5 separate regions of the Mus musculus genome follow, and all the other regions are linked to region 4. Evidence: chromatin contacts called from public Hi-C, promoter capture Hi-C and targeted proximity ligation data. All regions are on one chromosome and are shown on one strand. The core of a region is the stretch at or near the end of the contact, and the rest is flanking DNA. Distances in the headings are between cores, read along the strand shown.

The links. Promoter capture Hi-C pulls out the DNA fragments that hold promoters and counts their contacts. Hi-C and Micro-C count contacts between places; a contact is called where the count stands out from the background.
Region 1: a contact with region 4 is called in a Hi-C map of B cells, with 14 read pairs. A contact is called at or near these places in 15 of 39 promoter capture datasets (the 3T3-L1 cell line, 3T3-L1-derived adipocytes, the C10 cell line and 10 more), 1 of 484 Hi-C or Micro-C datasets (B cells), 7 of 130 datasets of targeted methods (astrocytes, bone marrow-derived dendritic cells, bone marrow-derived macrophages and 4 more) and 3 of 9 other capture datasets (adipose tissue, liver and macrophages).
Region 2: a contact with region 4 is called in a promoter capture Hi-C map of liver. A contact is called at or near these places in 4 of 39 promoter capture datasets (the C10 cell line, hippocampal neurons and liver), 1 of 130 datasets of targeted methods (pancreatic cancer cells) and 3 of 9 other capture datasets (adipose tissue, liver and pancreatic islet).
Region 3: a targeted proximity ligation map of pro-B cells shows a contact between it and region 4, with 2.1 times the contacts expected there. A contact is called at or near these places in 8 of 39 promoter capture datasets (the 3T3-L1 cell line, the C10 cell line, cranial neural crest and 5 more), 4 of 130 datasets of targeted methods (the 230-238 cell line, double positive thymocytes, pancreatic cancer cells and 1 more) and 2 of 9 other capture datasets (adipose tissue and liver).
Region 5: a promoter capture Hi-C map of neutrophils shows a contact between it and region 4, with 5 times the contacts expected there. A contact is called at or near these places in 6 of 39 promoter capture datasets (the 3T3-L1 cell line, the C10 cell line, erythroid cells and 3 more), 1 of 484 Hi-C or Micro-C datasets (B cells), 5 of 130 datasets of targeted methods (the NIH/3T3 cell line, astrocytes, large pre-B cells and 2 more) and 2 of 9 other capture datasets (adipose tissue and liver).

What each region holds. Positions count from the first base shown.
Region 1 is chr19:34,190,838-34,195,344 of GRCm38.p6, reverse strand. Stambpl1 (STAM binding protein like 1) reads right to left here and starts at 3,116. Exons shown (of 11, transcript NM_029682.5): 1 at 2,714-3,116.
Region 2 is chr19:34,877,328-34,881,573 of GRCm38.p6, reverse strand. Pank1 (pantothenate kinase 1) reads left to right here and starts at 2,119. Exons shown (of 7, transcript NM_001114339.2): 1 at 2,119-3,050. The coding sequence starts at 2,498.
Region 3 is chr19:34,211,684-34,215,911 of GRCm38.p6, reverse strand. The region is part of intron 1 of Stambpl1 (STAM binding protein like 1); the gene reads right to left. Among named protein-coding and RNA genes, the nearest start is that of Stambpl1, 22 kb to the right of the region's middle.
Region 4 is chr19:34,524,768-34,528,972 of GRCm38.p6, reverse strand. Lipa (lysosomal acid lipase A) reads left to right here and starts at 1,499. Exons shown (of 10, transcript NM_021460.3): 1 at 1,499-1,607; 2 at 4,127-4,205. The coding sequence starts at 4,131.
Region 5 is chr19:34,921,094-34,925,328 of GRCm38.p6, reverse strand. Kif20b (kinesin family member 20B) reads right to left here and starts at 2,971. Exons shown (of 32, transcript NM_001362434.1): 1 at 2,896-2,971; 2 at 557-704. The coding sequence starts at 703.

The DNA.
Region 1 (4,507 bases), core at 1,867-4,366, 340 kb after region 4:
GAGACAAAGACATTTTAGAATCTGTTACTCATTTGCCAAGTATTTATTGAACAGCTGAAACCTATCAGCCCTAAGGGATGGAAACCTGGCTCTGGTATTTTCAACAGTAATTATGAGTCATTTCTTATAATTTCAACAGAAATAACTTATAAGTCCTTAAGGAGGTCAAGAAAAAAAATTTACTGGATTAAACAGAAACACACAGATACCCAGTAGGTTGATGAAAAAGTCAGCTGGCATGGCTTGAGATGTGTGTAAAAGTACTTGAACCAAGCTTGAGGTCCTGAGTCGAATACACAGGATCCAGATGGTGGAAGAAGGAAACCAGCCCCCAAAGCTGTCCTCTTAATGGGCACACACACTAAATAAATACGTGAAAAATATCCCTACCTGTCTAAAACAATGTCTAAGAGAGTGCTGGACATAGACTCAGGGCCATCTACGTCATTTCCTCTCATCATTTTGAGTAATAATTATCAGCCTAGATGTCCATCCATGCATAACTATATAAGTGAACCTACAGTGTTATTTTTATTCAGCTATAGATATGAAATTATAACAATAAAATAAATGGGTCGCTGTATTAAATGAAATGAGCTAGACTCAGAAAGACAAACAGCACATTTTCTCTTGTGTGCAGATTCCAGAGTTCAGTGTGTGTGTGTGTGTGTGTGTGTGTGTGTGTGTAGAGAGGGGGGGGTGTGGGGGATATGAAAGTGAAAAGCAGACCCAAGAGGGAGAAAAAAGTCTATTTGTCTATTTAACAGGAAGGAGGAAGAGGGACTGGGGAGGGGTGCTAATCCACATGGCTGGAGGCAGAAAGGGAAGTATGGGGATGGAGGAGAACAGGAGTGAGGGGAAAGGTGGTGTGGGGAGCTAATAAGAACAGTATAATGATACACATGTACCAAAAATGCTGATTTTCTTTGTGAATTAAAATGTTAGTTTGCACATGATCGGTCTTTTCTTATTTTCTTCTCTAGATTGTTCTGTTTTTAAAAGCAGACCTGAGAAGAATCCTGAAAGTAAGGGTCTCAACCAACTGAAAGGAGAAAGCGTTCGATATTATTGACAATTACTCACAATTCTTTAACTTTTTACCAACCATTTCAGCAACCAACCCTAAAGACACCACTCAGCATACGTGCTGTGGCTGAGCACACCCACAGAGCACCAGGCCCCTCACTACTCTCTCCAAGCCACGCTACGTCTTAGAAATGGATAAAGGACTTAGAATCTGCCTCTATAGATGCATATTTTACTTAAGGAAACAAAAGAAAATTCTTCGTAAAATTCATAAGAAACAGCTGATGCACGCACTGCGGTTGAGATGTACTCAGCAGTGGGTTTCCATGAGCTACTGGTGAATGGAACAGACGACTTACATCCAGTTAATTTTCCTGGATAATCCCAAAACCATCCCCCACCTCGGAATAAAACGGCTCTGACCCAGAGGTTCTCAACCTGTGGGTCGCGACCCGTTTGTAGGTCTAATGACATTTTGACCTTTCCACAGGGGTCACCTAAGACCATCAGAAAACACTGATATTTGCACTACAATTCACAACAGTAGCACAATTACAACTATGAAGTAGCAACAAAAAAAATTTTATGGTTGGGGGTAGGGTCACAATAACATGAGGAACCACATTAAAGTGTCTCAGCATTAGGAAGGTTGAGAACCACTGGTCTAGCACGATCAGTCTACTGCTCAGACATTAATGTGTTTAAAATGAACACATATTTACAGTGGACTTAAACAATGCCCAGCAGAGTCTAGTTACAGAGTACATTTATAAAAATCAAATTAGCGTCTGTCAGAAATACAAAAAAACTGCCCATGGAAACGGGTCTGGAAACAAGTACTACTTACAAATTGAAACCGGAAGTCAAACATTCAAGTGTTAATTTTTGTCTGCTCTCAGGAGTCGGTATTGACCTTGACAGAAGCTCAGATTAACCTTATTTCTGGAGACACTTTTGAAACTCAAGACTTCGTTTAATTTTCGTGGCTAGCAGGATGTCTGGAAAGCAGCGTGCTCACTAGGGCTTACTAGTGACCAAACACTCGTTTCGGGAAGACAGACAGGCCCCTCCCCCTCACACAACCTAGAGATTTTTTTTTCCCCAATCCTCTAAATTAGATTCTGTTTCTTGAATTACTCCTTCATTTTTTTTTTCTTTTTCTTTTACATTTCAATTAACCACAGCACTTCGGACTCTAGACTGTCAGCAGTTATTTCGACGAGTTCTGGAAAATTATGTTTTAATAGCATTGCATCTTTTTGCGCATTTCCCTTGAGGCTTCCAGCGAGCAATCAAGTTATTCCAGTAAGAGAATATGTCTCACGAGGCTAAAGGGCATCAATGCAACATCTAGAAAGTCCTTTCCTCCCCTTACCCTCTAGTATGAAGGTGCTTTTACCAGTTTCTCGCCCCTCCCTCCTTGACATCCCGCGCAGCCGACGTGGAGCCCCACGCAAAACCAGTGAGGTGGGCTCTTGGAATCCTGACATCATCTGCAAGGATGCATTCCAAGTATGAACCAGAAAAGCACGCGCAGCCGGGTCCAGGTCACCGCCCCAGGGCCAAGAGACCAGGAACCACAGCCTCCGCCTTCCTGGGCGAGAAGAAGCTAACCCTAGAGCGGGATAGGGGCGCGTGGGGGCGGGGACCGCAGGGCGACAGGAAGCCACTCGTCATCACCACTCACCTCGGGGCCAGCGGGCACACGTGTGGGGCCACTCACCAGCAGTCGTGCGCGTCCGGAGCTTGTGTGGGATGACGACTGCGACGACTGTCCCTGCGCGGGCCGCGTGGCTCGGGCATCCGTGTGGCCTCTGCAGCCCGGGCGGCAGCGGCTGCTCCGCAAGGCACCGGCGCTTGGTGACGGTGGCACCAGGCTGTGAGTCGCTCCCAGGCTGGTCTAGTCCGGGCCTCTGGGTTCTCTTTGCTCTTGGTCGGTCGAGCTCTGATGCCTTCCGTGGCTTGGACTCTCTCTTCTGTCTGGCGGGACAGCCCCAGCTCCCTTGCAAAACAACGCACAGGCCAATGGCCTCTGAATCTCTGCCGCAGCAACGTAGGGAATGAAATTGTCACAGCGATGGTCCGCCCCCTCCCCCTTCCCCGGCCCCTGGGTGCGGCCTCCGCCTCTGCCTCCGCCCCCTCTGTAGCCACAGCTTCCCACGTGCTGCAAAAAAACCTCTGGGGTGGCGGGTCCCTGCGGAGGGCCTATGGCCAGATGGAAATGGCTGCTTGTGATTTAACCCCCGGTCTACCTGCATACTCGTTGCCCTAGGTTGGACCACCTGGACAGCCCAGTGAATTATCAACTTGGCCTAGAAGCTGGGAAAATGGCTGGGCGACTCCAAAAACTGCAGAGCACGCAAGCTGTCATGAAGCTGAATTTGCCAATGTAATGGTTTAGCTATAGGATTACAGCTTATGTAGGAATCCCATTTTGAGATTTAACCGTGACTAAGCGCTGCCGCCGTGAAACACTCCCCCTCTCCCCACCTTCTTGAACTAGGAAAATACAAACGGTTAGCTCCTTACCATTACTATAGTGTCACCATTATAATGCAGTGTCTTTAATATGGCCATAGACCTGAGCCAGACACAGTGCACGCAACGATTCATATTCACTACAGTCCCGTATACAAAAGCTGCATCTTATATGTTTTCCATGAGTAAGACAGAGACAAGTAAAATTATTTATCTGCGAGTTTTAAATCAGCTGCGTAGTAGTGGAAGGCATGCTGTTAGCGTGGAGAGTGTGGAGGAAGGGGAGAAAGGATGAAGGGAGCTGGAAGAATCCATTCTGATTTGACATCCGTGCTAGCAAGTTTTATAGAAACTTGACACAAGATAGAGCCATCTGAGAAGAGAGAACCTGATTTGAGAAAATGCCTTCACAATATGGGGGGCCTTAGGCAAGCCTGTAGGGCGTCTTCTTAATTAGTAATTAGTGTGGGAGGGTACCAGCACATTGTGGGTGGTGCCACTCCTCGACAGGTGATCCTAGGTGCTGTAAGAAAGCCGAGCAAGCCAAGGGGAGCAAGTCAGTAAGCAGCACTCTAGGGGGCCAGGGGGGGTTTCTCTTTCTCCCCCAACTCCCCGCGATGGCTTCTACATCAGGCCCTGCTTCCAGATTCTAATCCTGCTTGAGTTTCTGCCTTGACATCCTTCAAGAATGGACTGCACTGTGGTAGTGAAATAAGCCCTTTCCTCCCTAAGTTGATTTTTGTCTTGCTGCTTTGTCACAGTGATTGAAACTCTTAAGTAAGAAGACCTCAAAAGCTGCTTCTTCGAGGGAGCAGTACCAACTCGCCAACATTTTAAGAACACTGTCACTGTTGATGAGCTGGGGGTTTCCAGCTTCGGTGGGAACCCAGCTCCAAGTGGAAGAAAACACTACAGTGGGGTGAGACACACTGGCTGTCTTGGTTGGTTTTTCCTTTGGAAACCAAACTTGCAACCCAGACTCTGCCACTTTCTGAGCTGTTTA
Region 2 (4,246 bases), core at 870-3,369, 350 kb before region 4:
TAGTACACACTTAATAAATGAGTGACAGCGAATGGGCAGAGATGGGGAGAAGAGGATTGTGGCTCTCCCTTCTCCTTACTGTTCTAGCTCTCCTGGAGCACATGATGGCTCATGTTCACCACCCACACATACCCGTGAATAAACCTGTGGGATGTCACCTGGCTTGTGCTTGAAAGGGAAGTAGGTGAGAGACTTTCTGTACCAGGACTTCTGCCCTGACTGGGTCTGAGCCACTTGGCTCAGGCCTCCCTCACCACGCCTGTGAAATCAAGCTGGAGGAGGTGTCCTTGAAGTCACTACAGTGCCAATCTACTCGGCTCAGATCTGTGAGAATTTGCTTATTGAGACGTGGCAATGGAAGCTTTTTTTAGTAAATTTACCACATGAAGTGAGAAGCCCTAAGATCACAGTCCCTTGTTTAGTTTCAAGTGAGCATCCAGAGCTTCCTCAGAATACAATGCTGGTGAGCCTTAACAGAGTATGCAAGGCACACTTAACTGCTTATCGGAGCAGTGGGGAGACACAGGGACCAAGTGGAATGTGACTGCACATTTATATTATTCCACTTCATCTTTGATGTCCCATTACTATGATCATGAAGATATAAGGGAACACATGCATTTTACTTTAACAGTACTAGGGACTGAACCTAGAGCCTTATGCTAGCCAAATGCTAGACATCTCCAGCATCTCTCCAGCATTTTTTTTTTTTTTTTTTTGAGACAGGGTTTCATTACGTAACGAAAACTGACTTGAACTAAGTAGTTAAGGCAGGACTTCAATTTGAGGTCTTCCTCCTCAGGAGGTTTAGCCTCCCGAGTAGTTGGGATGCAGGGCTGTGTTACTAGGTAGGCTATGTGTATTTTGTAGCCAGAAGAAGGAGGTATAAAGGGTTATAGGAATAGGGAGAGATTATAAGCCTGAAGGAGCAAGTTGTACAGAACTGGACAAAAATCAGATGGGCTGAGGCTGGATTACCTAAGGCAATTTCTCAAATCATATAAGCCCAAGGAAGCAGGGAAACAGGGATTAAGTTCTAGTTTTGGTCTTAGTCTCAGTTATGTCTCTGTGCCTTGGTTTCCTGATTTGAAATGACAGGTGGATGAAACAGAGTGGCCTCATTGATTCTGAACCTGTTGATTTTGGGAAGGGCTCTGCCAGAAGAAATCCTCAAACCAAATGTAAACCCCGGGCACAGCTAATGCCAGTTTTGGACCCATGGAGGATTTAGTTCAAGGGGTGGGTAGGCTAATCACAGGTCACTTTTGCTAGGATTAAGGTAGAGGGAAGTTCAAGTTGTTGAAGCTGGCCTTTGGAGACTTCGGTTCTCACCTCTTTAATACAGATGTTTTCAGAGGGTCAAAGAGCTTAGTTTGAGCTTGGTGATGTGCAAATTCAGTGAGGGGCCTGGCCTCTGCCCGCTGTATTCATAGTCATTGGAAACAATAGCCTGCCGTTATGTTCTCTCTATTCCTTCGTAGGGACAGAATCCCATGATAAGAAGTGTCTGACTGTTATATCCCCAGCCTGACTTTAATGTCTACATTAGACTCTTGTGGGCATTTATTATGTGCAAAGGTTATATTAGGTACTTTTGTGACACACAAGAGTCCCCTTTGGACAGACACAAAAGCTAAGGCCTCAAGAAGTCCCCAATACCCAAATGTGTCCCGCTTGCTGGGCACTGCCTATAACAGGTGTGTTAAGTACTGACTTTGTCTTTTGCTCAGTGTCAGTGGGAATCGGAACTGGGAACTGGGGGCTAACTCTGAGGGCTATCATGGTGCTGGTTCCCCTTCTCATAACCAAGGCAACTTTTTATTTCATAAATAACAGAACAGGGCATTGTCCCCTGCCGGTCTTTTCTGGGTGAGGAATGCGCTTTTTATAGCTTGGGATCGGTTCTGTTTACTTGGTTTCTTCTAGCACCGGTTATTCCTGCCTAGTTTTGTCCTTCACTGTCCTTTCTCTCTCTTCCTAGGTTTCCTCTCTGCAAACGACAACTCGAGAACACATGCTGTTTGTGTGAGTGTGCCAACCAAGGAATTTCACTCCCCTCCTTCTCCAAGGCTGCCTACCTCTCTATAAATAATTGTTCTCTTCCCTCCCTTCAGACCTGGGAGTAGTTTGGTCACATTAACGCACGCGCGCCTGCTCACACACTTTCGTGGGGCGGGGATGTAGCATGGGTGACCTTGTGAAGGTACTAGCCCACTGGGGATAGGATTAGCAAACCTGAAACCTCTGCAAATATCTGGCTTCCTCCGGCATTCCTCCCGAGGCTTCTGGCTGTCTCGTGCCTACCTCACCCAGTACCCTTTAGGCTCGCTCCGCCACACAAAGCCCCATCCGCCTATCTCCTCTTCGCAAACCCCGAGAACTTCATTCCGCACGTTGAAACTCGTCGGTGGCGGTGGCGGGTAGGACTGGGCATGCTCAGTGGCGGGGACAGGTCTGGGAGGCGAGGAAGCCGCATTTGAAGTGGCTCGGCCTTGGGATGAGGGGGAGGCGGGCTCCCCGGCCGGGGTCCACCGAGGTTCCCGCAGCTGCGCGCGATGCCGACACGCTGCGGGCGAGAGCAGCAAGCCCGGTGCGCGGGGCCCAGCTCGCCGAAGACGTGGGGACGCCGACGGGAGGAGGGGAGGAGCGCCGGGGCCACCAGCTCCCGACCGCGGCGCCGAGGCTGCGGGAGAGCAAGCCCCAGGGTGGATCGGAAGATCGGGGAACGGCCGACCGTGACCTCCAGCGAGGCTGCCAGAGCCGGAGCCCGCGCACCGCTCCGCCGGTCCCGGGCATGGGCGACCGCGGCGCGCAACACGAGCGCGCGGCCCTGCAGTCCCCGGGGGCCCCCGAGGGCGCCGCGGCCGCCGTGAACGGGCTGCTGCACAACGGCTTCCACCCGTCGGCCGCCAGCAGCCGCGACCCGCCGGCCCCACGCTTCCAGCTCCCGTCCGAGCTGCAGCCGCAGCCGCTGTTCGCCCAGCATGATTCTCCGGCCAAGAAATGCCGGCTGCGGAGGAGGATGGACTCCGGGAGGAAGAACAGGCCGCGTAAGTCCTGCCGGCAGGGAAGCGCCGGTGCCCGCGGTCGAGGGGGGCGACAGAGTGCCGCTCTGGACTGCGTCCTCCCTAGAGGCGTCGGGCGTCCAAGGTGGCGGCCCGCGGTGGCGCCTGTCTAGTCCGATCCGCCTACTGGGTCGGTCAGACACTAGCTGGAGCTGCTCCCTCGGTCACCGTAGCGGCTGGGAGAACGCACTGCCCGCTGTTATTGGTGGCCGTGGGGCAAACAACCCGACTGATCTTGGGTCTGGGACTAGGAGGAGGGCGGGCTGGCACAGCCCGGGGCTCACTGCTCCCTTCTCCGAGCACATCTTTTGGGGCGTGCATCTCAGGCTACCAGTTTGCCCTTTGAATCGCAGAGTAACCGCCAGTATCTAGGGCCCATTGGCAAGCTTAAGGAGGCGTGGAGTTTGACAATCCCCCAAATCACAGCCTATTAAACAGTGTTTCCACACAGCCAGTGAGACGGCTGGTGTAGAGGGAAACACCCACTGACACCATGTGGGCCGGAACGGTGTGGACCAATGAGGATTGCAGGTGGATTCCCCCCCTCCCCTTGGAGTGGGTCGAGTTGAGTGTTTGTAATTGTACAACTCCAAAAAGTGCGTTGTTTCACAACCTGAGACTTGTATATATAATGGTAGACTGTAAAGGGTACCTTCCCCACCTGACATTCTGGGATGTCAGTTTGTAGGTAGAGATTACGAGTTGTTTTGTTTTGTTTTGTTTTGTTGTTGTTGTTTTTTTTCCTTATCTGAGCCTAACTCCATTCAACTGGTTACCTCTTTGTGGGTGTCTTTAATGAAGCTTGTAAATGGCAGAAAGCAAAGTAAGTAGAGTCCACGGTAGTGAGCGATCGGATTCAAACGGGTACCTGTTGCATATCAATTAACTGTTCTGGGTTGGGAAATGATTAAATTGGGCTTCAATTTCTGTAAAAGGTTGATGTTTGGAAAACAGCATAACTCCTTCGCCTGTCTTTGCTTATAATTTTTATCTTTCTGTTCATAGTTTTCATAGCCTTTCTGCAATGCATTCGTTTCTAAAACGTTGGGAACCGCTTTAACACGTCTGGGTGAATCCAGTGCTTACATTTTGCAATGTTAATGTTGTGTGGAGTTTGGGAATTGCCCAGCAGATTTGATTTGGCCATGGCTGTTAGACGGTTATTAAGCATCTGCGTTTTT
Region 3 (4,228 bases), core at 347-2,846, 310 kb after region 4:
TGAATGTGAAGTTCACTTGTTGGCAAGCCCCAGGGATGCTCCTGCCATCGCCTTCCCAGGGCTGGCATTATAGGCAAGCTCTTTCTGGGCCAGCATTTATGTGGGTGCAGAGGATCTAAACCCAATCCTCAAGCTTTCAAGTCAAGCTCTTTATCAATCAAATCATTTCTAAGCTCTAGTAGTAGTAGTAGTCGTAGTAGTAGTAGTAATAGTAGTAGTATCAATCTCTCATAGTTATGTTTTAGAGAGTTCCAAGGGAGTAAAGTAATTTATAGAACCTTCACTTCAATACTTTTAATGTCTGTTTTAAACATCTAATACTGTAAACAACATACTTAAAATTGCATAACTATCTTTAGCAACATTTTAGAGGGCAAAAAGGTTAAGCACTGGTTTTATAAGATAAGCAAGCAAACAAGCAACATAAAAGTGCATCATACTTATAGCAAGCCATATGAATCTAACACAGGGAACGTCAATGCCAAGGTCACCTTTCATTCATGTTACTGGAATCTCCACGAAATAAGAAGAGAACTTAAACAGTAAGAGATACAGGACTTTATAGAGCTGAGGCCCACAAGTACATATACAGCAGGCTGGTGAGTATCCCACAATGCCATTCTCTTTCTGATATGAAGATGTCATTGTCAGAAGATACAGAGCACACTGCTCAGACCTACATTTTCCACCTCTGGGGCCATGTTACCAAGTCATAGTCTACAGGATGTAGACAGAAGTGAGGCAGTCAAGGTCTAGATCCTGAAGAATGACAGCAATGGCTGAGCATCATGGGAAATTTTCTTGGGCCTGGGTTTGTATGACTCAGGGACTTCAGGGAGCAGAAAGTCAGTGGCCATCAAAAGTCAAGCTGAGACAATGGAGTTCATGTTGGTGGTTTCACTCTGGTGAAGACTAAAGACGTGGGACTTGTAGGAGAAAGCAAAGCAGAATCAATTCTCTTAATTAAGAGAAATTAAAAAAAAAAAAGTGAGGAACCGAGGCAGAGAGAAAGAGTCCCAGGAGAGAGAAAATAGTTAAATTGTTTTGTTCAGACTGCTCTGTAGATTCATTGTAGAAACTGGACAAAGACTGAGGTAATTTCTACTGAGATCAGTTAGCACTTGGGACCTATCACAGGGCTAGCTGATTAAGAGGTAACATCTGTCCGTGTTCTTGTCCAGTTGGGAGATAGTCACACTCTGCTCATGTGCTACCCATCACACACACACACACACACACACACACTCACATAAATACACACATACACACACACTCACATAAATACACACATACACACGCTCACACACACTTCACACACACATTCACACACACAATACACACACATACTCACATATACTCACACACACTCACACACACTCACACATATACTCCCACAAACATACTCTTCCCTCCCCCCCACGTCTAGTCTATCTCTGACTTCTGCTTTGTCAGCTGTTGACCTTCATCGTCTGGAGCTGTTGGATCTGGCTGGTATTATTACCATTGACCTTGCAGGTGTTCCAGGCTGTTGATAGTCTGTGCTCTTTGTTCTCACGTTTATGCAGCCAGCATTAGTGTCATGCAGCAGTGTCCTTCACGTGTTCCTCAAGGAAGGGTGCTGTAAAGGAGGCAGCTGGCCTGCTAATGCTGCTTCAGAGGCCTCCCTTTCTCCTTTCTGGCCCAGCTGGTTACCTGATGCCCAGCTACAAGCTCTTGTTTCTCCTCTTTAATGTCCCCACCTTAACTGTTTTACCCTCAGCACATCTGTTCTCATCCTCACACTTGTGATAACATGCAGTTTTACCTTGAGTCCTTTTCCTTACTACCTATGGTGAGAGAGCTTCCAACTCAGAGGGATACATATGATTCGCTGCACCCACCCCAACCCCTCTGGCCAGCTGAAGTCACATGAAGGTGAGATGTGTCATCAAGATGAGCCATGGCAAAACAGGAAAAAAAAAAGAGCATCTTAGTTTACTTACATTCAGACAACTTAGACAGATGCAGACTTCTCTCCTGCTGAGTGCTTTAATTGACTGTTTAGGGAGCTGGACGAGCATCCATTGCCAAAGCAAAGCCTAGGAACCATGGCCATGTTAATATGAGAACACAACCTGCCATTACTCTCTTTCCCTAGTCTCTGAACCTGTCTGCTTGGTCTCTACCCTTCTTCTATGTCCCCTTAGCACCACATCCCCTGAAACTGGCTTCTCCAGAATCAATCTCATACAGTCTCTCAGATCTAGAGTGAGCTGCAGCCCGAAAGCTACTTTTGGTTGTCATAAATAGTTAATTTGGTTGTTTACAGTAAACTTTAATTTTTAACTTTCCTTTCAGTTTCTTGTGTGTGTGTGTGTGTGTGTGTGTGTGTGTGTGTGTGTGTGTATACTCTATGTCCCTATACCTGTACATGTGTGTAGAAAGCAGAGGTCAGTGGAGGGTTGTCCTCTTTGTTTGCTCTCCAGTTGATTTTTGACAAGGTCCTGCACTGAACCTGAAGCTCATGAACTCAGTAAGACCAGCTGGCCTGCCAGCCAGCCAGCCAGCCTCAGGGATGTGTCTGTCTCTGCTCTCTACTGCTAGAATTGCAAGCAAGCATGCACCACCATACTTGGCCTTCTCCTGTGTGTTGAGGACACTGATGCATGTCTTTATATTTAGTGGCAAACTCTTTACCAACCAAGCTGTCTCCCCAGTCCCAGACTGCCAGCTATCAGAGACTTGGGCACCATGGAGCCTAAGGCCCTCTACTTAGGCACTTACAATATTTAGTTGTTTTATCTGTGGATTGGAATGAGAGAGACGGAAGCAAGGTTCCGATGAGGAAATCAGAGCCATTTTTATTTACTTATTGCCCAACAGGAGAGAAGGCAAACAACTTTAGTGCTAAGAGGATCAGCAAGTGGTATTTGAAGGCAGGAAGCCATCCCTGTAACATTAACTAGGTAGGAGAGTCGGTTTGAGGCTCTGTTCTAACTCTGCACTTCTGCAGCTAACAGGGAAGAGCGGTTGAAGATGACTTCAAGTGCTAAAGATAAAACGGTGCAATTTGGAGAATCAGAAATATACTGAAGCAGAAGGTCAGAGGAGTACTGCATGCCATGGAAGAAGAAAATATAATTAACTGTTCGAAGTGAAGGTCCAGTGTGCCAGCAAGCACACAGTGCAAATAGCTCCGTACTCACACACGGTGGAGGTAAACTTAGTTCTAACATCTTGTTAATGGTCCTTAGTGTGCCCCTCCAGGTTGGCAGCCTCATTCACAAGTGGCCTAGCTGTGTTGTTCTCACACGCACAGCTGTTTGAGAACATCCATCAGTAACGTTTGAGTCTTAGCTTGCTCCTTAACCTCATTCTCAGTACACGCTACATTCTTCAGATTTGACAAGATCTAAATTACAGCCGCTTAACCTATGAGAGACCTTCAGGTGCTTCTGCCTTTTGGGGTTTATCCCCAAACACTTCCCTAACATAGCCTCTAGAAAAGGTAACTGTTTTCCTCTTAAACTGACCTTTTACAGAGGTATAGAGAGCTTCCTACTGATCCTGACATACAGGGCTTGGGAACGTGGGTGCCCAAAGTACTCATGTTCACAATGAACACAAAGAAGCTAACCCTGTCTCAGAGGGTCAGTTGAAAGCAGCCCAGGGAAGGAAGTGAGCAGCCAACTACTCAGAGGGTCTATGACAAGAGGGGTCTCATCCTTGAGAGCAGCAGCTTCTTTCTGTTTGATCCCCAACTCATTGTTGTCAACCCTCAATTACCCCCACAGACTGGAGGACAGTGTGATTCTCTTTTAAAATATGGAGCAAATAGTGGAGAGAATGAACAGAAGACAATATCTAGTATTGGCTAGTACTTGGTGACTTCTTTGTGTCTTAGGTTTTTCCCCCTCCCCCTCTTCCTCTATCCCCCTCTCCTCTGATCTCCTCACCGCTTTCTGAAGGGCAGGGGATGTTGAGAATATAGGGCTTCACATGGTGGACAAGAACTCCACACTAAGCTACACACTCAGACCAATTTTATAGGCCCTTTTTTCCCCTTTCAGTATCAATTTACTTATCTTTTTTTTTTTCTTAAAAAGATGGATATTTTAGCTGCATAGTTTTGGCTCAGGCCTTTAATCCCAGCACTTGGGAGGCAAAGGCAGGTGGATCTCTGTAAATTCAAAGTCAACCCAGTCTATAAAGCAAATTCCACCCAAGACTGTCCTGTCTCAAGAAACCC
Region 4 (4,205 bases), core at 250-2,749:
AAGTGGCTGGGTATGATTTTCCTCATCTGGGTGGAGGAATTTCTTGGCAGTATGGTCTATTTGCTCATTTTCACAGAATATGATGTGAATGTAGTTTTACCTGGATTGCATTTTGGGTGAGTTCTACCTCAGTGCCTTAAGGCAAAACAACCTTTCTAAACTCAGATTCTATCTGTGTGAAATGGAGATGCAGAGGTCTTGGATTGAGAGCCTATGGAGAGGACTTAGCATCACAATGTGGAGGATGCGCAGATTGTGGCTGGGCTTTGCTAGCCACAGTCATCCCTGGCACTTCAGGGTGCTCATTTGTTTTTATTTATAAAGTTCATGTGTTTTACGGCCTAGCCCTCTAAACTATAGGTTACAACCTCACATGGGGGTGTCACAAAAAATGTTGGTAACCCTAAAAGGTGCCTGGATGTGTAATTACCAAAAGTGGATTCAAAATCAAACATATCAGACTGTGACGTGTTTCAGGCCATATTTGCCTGTGTGATGCACATCACTGCTGTCTAGGTTCTGTACATGCAACGTGTGCACTTGTCCCCTGTGTGGCAGCAAGTACCACAGACTGCCTGCCTGAGATAGCCTTGTTCACATTAATGATGGTTACGAGGTGCAGTGTTTGTACTGCATGTAAAAAGTTTTCTGCTGTTATAGAAAGATAACAGTTAAGTTATAGAAAGCCAAGGCTTTTAATATTTTTCCCACTGTCTTTCCTCAGCATGTAAGTATAAAAGTAGCATTCCTTTGGATTCCATTGTGTTACAATGTTTGATTTTTAAAAGTTATTGTTTGGTTTCCTTGACCGAGTTTCATAAAAAGTCATAAACTGAAGTTTGACTTGAGATAGGACAAAACTTGAGCAATTTTTGCAATGTCTCTAAAAATACTTCAGACATTCTGTGCTATGTATTTATGGGCTGTACTGGTCTCATCGGCTACACCTCCAACAACAAAGTAGGAACCAATTCTGAGAACCGTTTTATGTTGCTGAATGTGCAGCAGTATTTTGTAAAAGTAAGCACATCTGTCTCACTAATACACCAATTTGTTTTTGTTTGCAGAAAATGGTAAATATACATATATATATACATATATATATACATATATGTGTATGTATATATGTAATACTAAAATAATTGTTTTAAAATGAATTTCTTTATAATTTATTGTTAAAAAATGCTTGATTTGTATACCTAGCTAGTGGAGTTTGAATGAGAATTTCTGAAGTAAAAGGAGGTCATGAGAGGAAAAAGTTTATAATGCTCTGCTAAGTGCTAGGTATACAGGATGCCCACCAGCTTTGAAGCAGGAGGAAGCTCTGGCTGGGCTTAGAGCAGGCCTGGGCTGGGCTGAATCTTTTGGGCGAACAGAAGGCGCATGCTCCTCTGAGTCCGCTTCCCCAGGGCTAGGCCGATGGCCAGGAGGGGTGGAGTCACCAGGGCACTTCCCGGTGGTGGACTGCCCTGATTGGCTGTGTGAAAGTCCTGGGCAGGGTGACGGCTCCGCCCTCCCACCAAGTAGGTGTAGGCACCAGGTTGGCCAAGCTCGCCTGCTTGTAGTGGGCACTGCTTCTGGAGGCTGAGGTTGGAGGACCACTCCCGGTGAGTGACTGCTTTGGGGCTGGCTTCGTGCAGCGGGCTCGGGAGCTGGTGTCCTGTGGATCGCCAGGGCTGGGAGAGGAGGCCCCACCAGGGTCTCTGGCCTCCAATTGCTCTGCTCCCGGGGCACGCTCTGTGTCGGGTACCTGAAGGTGGTTTGGGGGGCGGCGATTATGTGGGTATCAACAAGAAGTGGACTGTCCTTCCCTGGGCGCCCTCCCGCTTCCTGGGCAGGCGCGATCGACGATTAGGAACCCTGCCCAGATTTCTTGGACTGCTGGACAGGCAGAATGCCTGATTCTCAGTCCTCTTCATCCTTTCTTCCCGTTAGCTCTCCCACGACCTTACTCTTAGCTCTTACACGACTGCATGGCCAGCAGCAACCTTGGGAGTGGGTCCTGGTTAAAAACCCCGGCGATACTGCTGAATAATCAGCTAGTCCTTTGCTTCCAGTATTTGACTGGCGTGTTTACATTATCTTGGAAAATGAGCTTAGTTAGTACTGTTGAGTTGGTAGAGAAGCGTCAGACTGTAGGAGGCACTGCAACATCTGGGCATTGCCAATAGCTTAGGAATTATTGAAAAACTACCCCGGACCTTTATTTTCGTCTGTCTCTGAACTGCGGAGCTGTTCCTGCCCATTTTTTAAAAGCAACATTTGTACTATTTATGCAGGACTTGTCAGAGTCTTGAAGGTTCAAAGTTAAATCAGACTTCAGCTCTGCCCACCCCCACTTCCGTTCTCCAGTTGAAAGGAAGGCAGACAAATAATGAATTGGATTGTTGCAAAGCCATAAGTACTGTGGTAAAGATGTTCTAAACACCTAGACTAGCGCACTAAACCCAGCTCAGAGCCTTATCAGACAACCCCTTCTGTGAGAATTATTTGTCAAGTTCGTTGAGTAACGGTGCTGTGTTGGAAGGAAGTCTAATGGGTGACTTTCCATGTGAGTAGCTTCCCCAATCACCTCACGGTGTGAATGCCCTTCCCAGACTGTATCAGGTTCTGTAAAAACGGCTTCCACCAAAAAGAAAAGTGCTTATTTTAAGTTGCCTTGGGAACCTTTATTTATCGATCTACCGCCCCCACCCCCCCTTGCTTTTCAGACTGCTTTTATGTTCTCTAGTATTGAAGGACCTCTGGGACAGTGACCTGAAGTTAGAAAGGTAGCCTTAGACTGTGCTACATAAGACTATGCTGGCAATTAAAAGCATGTGTGGCCAGGACAAACTCCAGAGATTATTCTCTTCTGTCTGGAATGCTGGAAAAAATAACTTCAGGAGAAACTGCAATTTTCTGAGAGCCAATTTCCTATGAAATGTGGAATGCTTGGTTTAAGAGAGTCTTTATTTATTTATTTATTTATTTATTATTTTCAAACAACAGTATTGAGAAATCAACACTGACCAGCAGGACACATTGTAGGAATTTCTAAATTTTGACATGTACAAATACCAGGGAATTAATCTATTCAGAAGTCGGAGCAAACATACCACCCTGAAGAGTCCTTTGCATGCTCCTTGGGAGATTTCCCCTCTTGCCCTTCTTCTCCCCAGACGTCAATCTGTTTTCTCCCTGTATAAACTAGGTTACATTTTCTCCAAGTTTTATATACATTGGAACAATTCCTTCCTTCTCCTCTCTTTATTCCCATCCCTGACTTTTTTGATGTACAGAATTATTCTGAGATTTGTCCATATTGGGTGGTTCAATGGTGAAGTATGCATACATACAATTTGTCTAATTAGTCACTTATTTGGTTGGCTTTTCCCCTAGCTTTTGATCGTTATATTCAAAGCTGCTATAATTTAAGTACAAGTCTTTAGCAATATGTGCACCTGTCTTTTAAAGTGAGCACATCCATTTTTTAAAGGCTTGGATTACAGCCCCAACATTCATTCTGACCTTAGTCTGAGTGCTGTTAGAGACTTGTACCACCTCACTCTTAGCAGCCAAGTATTTTTGCCACACTGTAGTTTCCAGCCATCAAGGGGGGGGGGTGATCTTTGATGATAGTTGGAGAGTTTCTCTTTTCTTTCCCTTTATTTTCATTAACTTGAGTGACAGTTTTGAATGCTGACATATAATTTTGGGTAAGAACAAATTTTGGATCTAGTGGCAGGTAAGAGCTAACGTAGGCTGAATTTAAAAATATATCTAAATCTGATGCAGAGCGGAAAAGGTGGGAGAATGCTAGGGCTCTTCTCTTTTCTTCTAAGTTCCTCCACATGCTGCTTGTGTAGGGACAGTTTGTTTCTCTTTGTGAGGAGGTGGTACCTGAGTGTACAGGGCCTAGTGTGTTAGCTGGGGGAGGGGGGATGTCTGGAGGCCTCTTAATGAAAACAGATTGATGTCCCCGCCCCCACTCCCCTGCCAGAGACCGCTGGAGTCGTTTGGTTCATATCTGTCTCCACTCTGGCACTTTATTTATCCTAAACTTGGTTCAAGACTTTTAAAGAAGGCTCTGGTCTGTCAAGACATGTTTGTGTGATAAAATTCAGTTGGTTACTTTAAACGGCAGGAAGATGCAACTCCAGGGCCTGGTGTTCGTTTTCACCATTGGGATCCTGCTTTCTCGGGTGCCCACGGGAACTGTATCA
Region 5 (4,235 bases), core at 1,722-4,221, 390 kb before region 4:
AGAGACATAGATATAGCTACAGATCCTTCTCAGAAACAGCAAAGCCCAGGGCGCCAGGGATGCCGAGACTGAAGGGGAGGATGAGGGAGAGCTACAAAGAGAGACCCTGCCTCAGAAATGAAAATAAACTTTCTCCTAACTGGATAAAAGTCACAGAGAGGTAGAGTTTGGGATTAGGTGAGTGTTCCAGTGGCTTCTTTAAACCAGCTGTGTGATATTCTATTTCTAAATTAATTAAAATAAGGTGATTCTAGCCAGACAGTAGTGGTGCACGCCTTTAATCCCAGCACTCGGGAGGCAGAGGCAGGTGGATTTCTGAGTTCGAGGCCAGCCTGGTCTACAAAGTGCCAGGACAGCCAGGGCTACACAGAGAAACCCTGTCTTGAAAAAACAAACAAACAAACAAACAAAAATAATCTACCAGATGCACAATACCAGAAAGAAAAGGCCACCTCTCTCCTAATTTTTCAAAGAAGCGGATTTAACAATCTAAAGTACCTAGCACCGTGATTCCTTGGCGCACAATAATCAAGTGTTTTTCTTACGTTGTACTTACCGCAGGGTTTGAGGCGACTAAGGAAAACTCATGAGAGAGATCAAGCTTAACACCATCAAAATTGATTTCCAAAGGCCTTGCAATTGGGTCAGCACTAAAAACGTAAGACGGTCTAGGCACTCCATCTGGATTCAAGTGAGATTCCATCCTGCGAGAAGAAAAGCAACCTCTGTAAGCAGCCTTAATAAATCAGCACGCAAGCCGCCTACAATGTTAAGTCTACTTGGAACTCCTGGGAACTTGGATGCAGTTGAGCTGACAGACTACCATGCACAACACTCTGGGTTCCATCCCAGGCATACACGGGGTATGATGGCATGGCTCTCTATACTCCCAACACGTAGGGAGGTTGACCTGGAAAATCACCAAGTTCCAGGTCATCTTAGCTACATAGGGTGTCCAAGAACAATCTAAGCCAAAGACCTTGTCTCAAAGGAAAACAAAATAAACAAAAGTAAGCTCGATAGGACAGCATGAGCTCAGACCACCCACCCCGTCTGCAAAAAGTAGGTAAATCTGTGAGTTTGAAGATAGCCCGATCCATATAGTGAGGGCCTGTCTCAAATTAACCAATTAATTAACATAAAAAATAATTTGTGTGATCCAATTTTATTAAGATTTATTTTTTTCATTTTATGTATATGAGTACACTGTTGCTGTCTTCAAACACACCAGAAGAGGGCATGAGATCACATTACAGAAGGTTGCTGGGAATTGAACTCAGGACCTCTGAAAGAGTACTCAGTGCTCTTAACCACTGAGCCATCTCTCCAGCCCATAATCCAATTTTTTAGGTAGATTTACCCAAAGACATGTCATGAACAATGCAATTAGCAAAAGAAAAAAATATGAACTGTTCACTTGGCCTGATACCCTCCTCTCACATGTCAAACAGCAGAGACAGCAGGGATGACTTAAGATCTTCTGCTAGTCTCGTTACTTAGTATCTCCCAGAAAATTGTTGCAAACCAAATTTTAACATTTAGGACTAAAACTCGGTTATTTGCAAAATAAATTCCTATTTATTTTCCGATTATAAGTAAAAAAGTGAAATAATGCATATAAACTTTACATTTAAAATAAGAGAATTGGGTCCTAGCCCAGTAGGATGCAACTCTGGGTACCTGAGGTACCACAGCCAGAATCTCCAATAATAATGATGATGACGACAATGAAAATCACTAACTGACACATCACAAGGTTGAATGTGAATATGGAATAATGCCATCACTGAACTATTAAATCTGAATTGCACATCAAATCCCTATAGGATAAACCTAACCCTCCACCCCCCAAAAAATTAACATTTAAAATTTTCTAAGGGGGCTGGTGAGATGGCTCAGCGGTTGAGAGCACCGACTGCTCCTCCAAAGGTCCTGAGTTCAAATCCCAGCAACCACATGGTGGCTCACAACCATCTGTCACAAAAATCTGATGCCCTCTTCTGGAGTATTTGAAGACAGCTACAGTGTACACACATATAATAAATAAATAAATCTTTAAAAAAATTTTTTTCTAAGAATCTATCACGCCGGGCAGTAGTGGCTCACGCCTTTAATCCTAGCATTTGAGAGGCAGAGGCAGGCGGATTTCAGAGTTCGAGGCCAGCCTGGTCTACAGAGTGAGTTCCTGGACAGCCAGGGCTACACAGAGAAACCCTGTCTCGAAAAATAAAAAGAAAGAAAGAAAGCAAGCATCTACCAGATGCACAATACCAGAGAGAAAAGGTCGCCTCTCTCCTAATTTTTCAAAGAAACAGATTTAACAGTCTAAAGCACCTAGCACCGGGATTCCCTATTTAAGTAGAAAGACAATCATCTAAATTTGTTTACTCTTCACGACAGGCTCAAAATACAGACCAACGGAAGTAGTACTGGACTAAAACTGACTCACTTCAATTTCCTTTATATACACATAAAACCCAAATATGCTTCTTTTCTAGCCACAAAGTAATGTGACATTTTTTTTTAAAAAAAGCCCCCACTGGACTCAACCTAGAAAGAGATCTTGTCACGTGACAAAACAACTGCTCACCTCCCGAATTCAGGCAACCAGACGTGGCAAATCTTTTTGTGTCTAATAAAACTAGTGTCTGTGAATCTAAAGTGTACCTCCTTTACCGGACCAGGAAACCGAGGCCTAGACAGACCGAAGTCTTCCGCCTCAAGGCTTAACTCGCTTAACTCCCTGAAGCTCAGCCCCACCTTCAGCAGCCCCGCACCTAGACTACGGGCATCACGAGCCCCGACAACGCTGACACGGCCGAGGCGTCGCAGCTTCGTGCCCTCTGTGCAAGCAGCCACCCTCGGAGCCCCCAAAATCGTCAGCTCCTCACTTACTGCAATCGCTGGTCCCTGCACGCCTCCCCACCTGCAGAATTCCACTTCCTCCCGGTTTTCAAATTCAAACAATGGCGGCTCGGCGCCGCGCTGAACCCTGGGAGTGGGCGGGGCTTCCGGCGAGCCCTGGGGGCTGGACCCGCTCGCGGCCGAGTTTCGCCCCCGCCTCCGGAAAAGGCTTTCAAGTCTGGGGGGCGGGACTCGGTGCTCCGGGCGACCGATGGGGCAGTAGCAACGCTCGTGGGCTACCTAGCTGGGAGTTTCTCGGGGCCATATTAGGTTTGACCCTAACGATACCTGTTCGGTACTCAGGTCTCAGGTTCCGTCCTAGACCCGCATGATGACGAGCCTTGCTGAGGCCGCTGTCTCCGCACTGCCTCCCGCGATGCCCCCAGGAGCGGAGGAATGGCAAACTATTCCTCCTATTACACCTCAGAGTCCTGTCATTCCCCGGGGCAGAAAGGACTTGCGACCTGGGACCAAGTTAACTCCCCTCTTTAAGTGATTCTTCTTGTCGATGACGGCCCTCTTGGATGAAACACGTTTTCCTCAAAATACATTTTAGGAGCATATCCTTCATCTTTTTATACCCCCTTTTTGATGTTTCTGAAAGCATAAATCAGCTACCGCTGAGAGGCACTGTGCAGTGCCCCAAAATGTAAGTGCCCATGTGTCCTTCTCCGCTTCCCTAAAGTAACCCTCTGAGTGCAGGGCTAATTTACTAATACATTCATATGACGAGAATTTACTATTGAGGCTAGACTTTCACTTTGAATAAAAATAATGCTAACGTAAATTGAGCATTTACCTTATGCTTCCGCTGGCACTACCTTTATAAAATGGATTGTCTGACTGGTGCTAAGAACCCTTTAAAGTAGGTATTGCTACCGTCCCATTTAATACATTCTAAATAAGTAATGGGCACAAACGTAAATGGAGGGTTGGAGAGATGGCTTAGTGGTTAAGAACACTGACCTCTTCCAGAGGTCCTGAGTTCAATTCCCAGCAAACCACATGGTGGTTAACAACCATCTGTAAAGTGATCCAACGCCCTCTTCTGGTGTGTCTGAGGACAGCAACAGTGTACTCATATAAATCTTTTAAAAAACAAAAAAGCCGGATAGTGGCACATGCCTTTAATCCCAGCACTTGGGAGGCAGTGGCAGGCGGATTTCTGAGTTCGAGGCCAGCCTGGTCTACAGAGTGAGTTCCAGGACAGTCAGGACTACACAGAGAAACCCTGTCTCGGGGGGGGGGGGGGAAGAAAAGTAAATGGAACCGGGATTTAAAATCAGTTGAAGAAGTTTTGTTACCTTAGCTTTTCTGTGATCATATTTTCA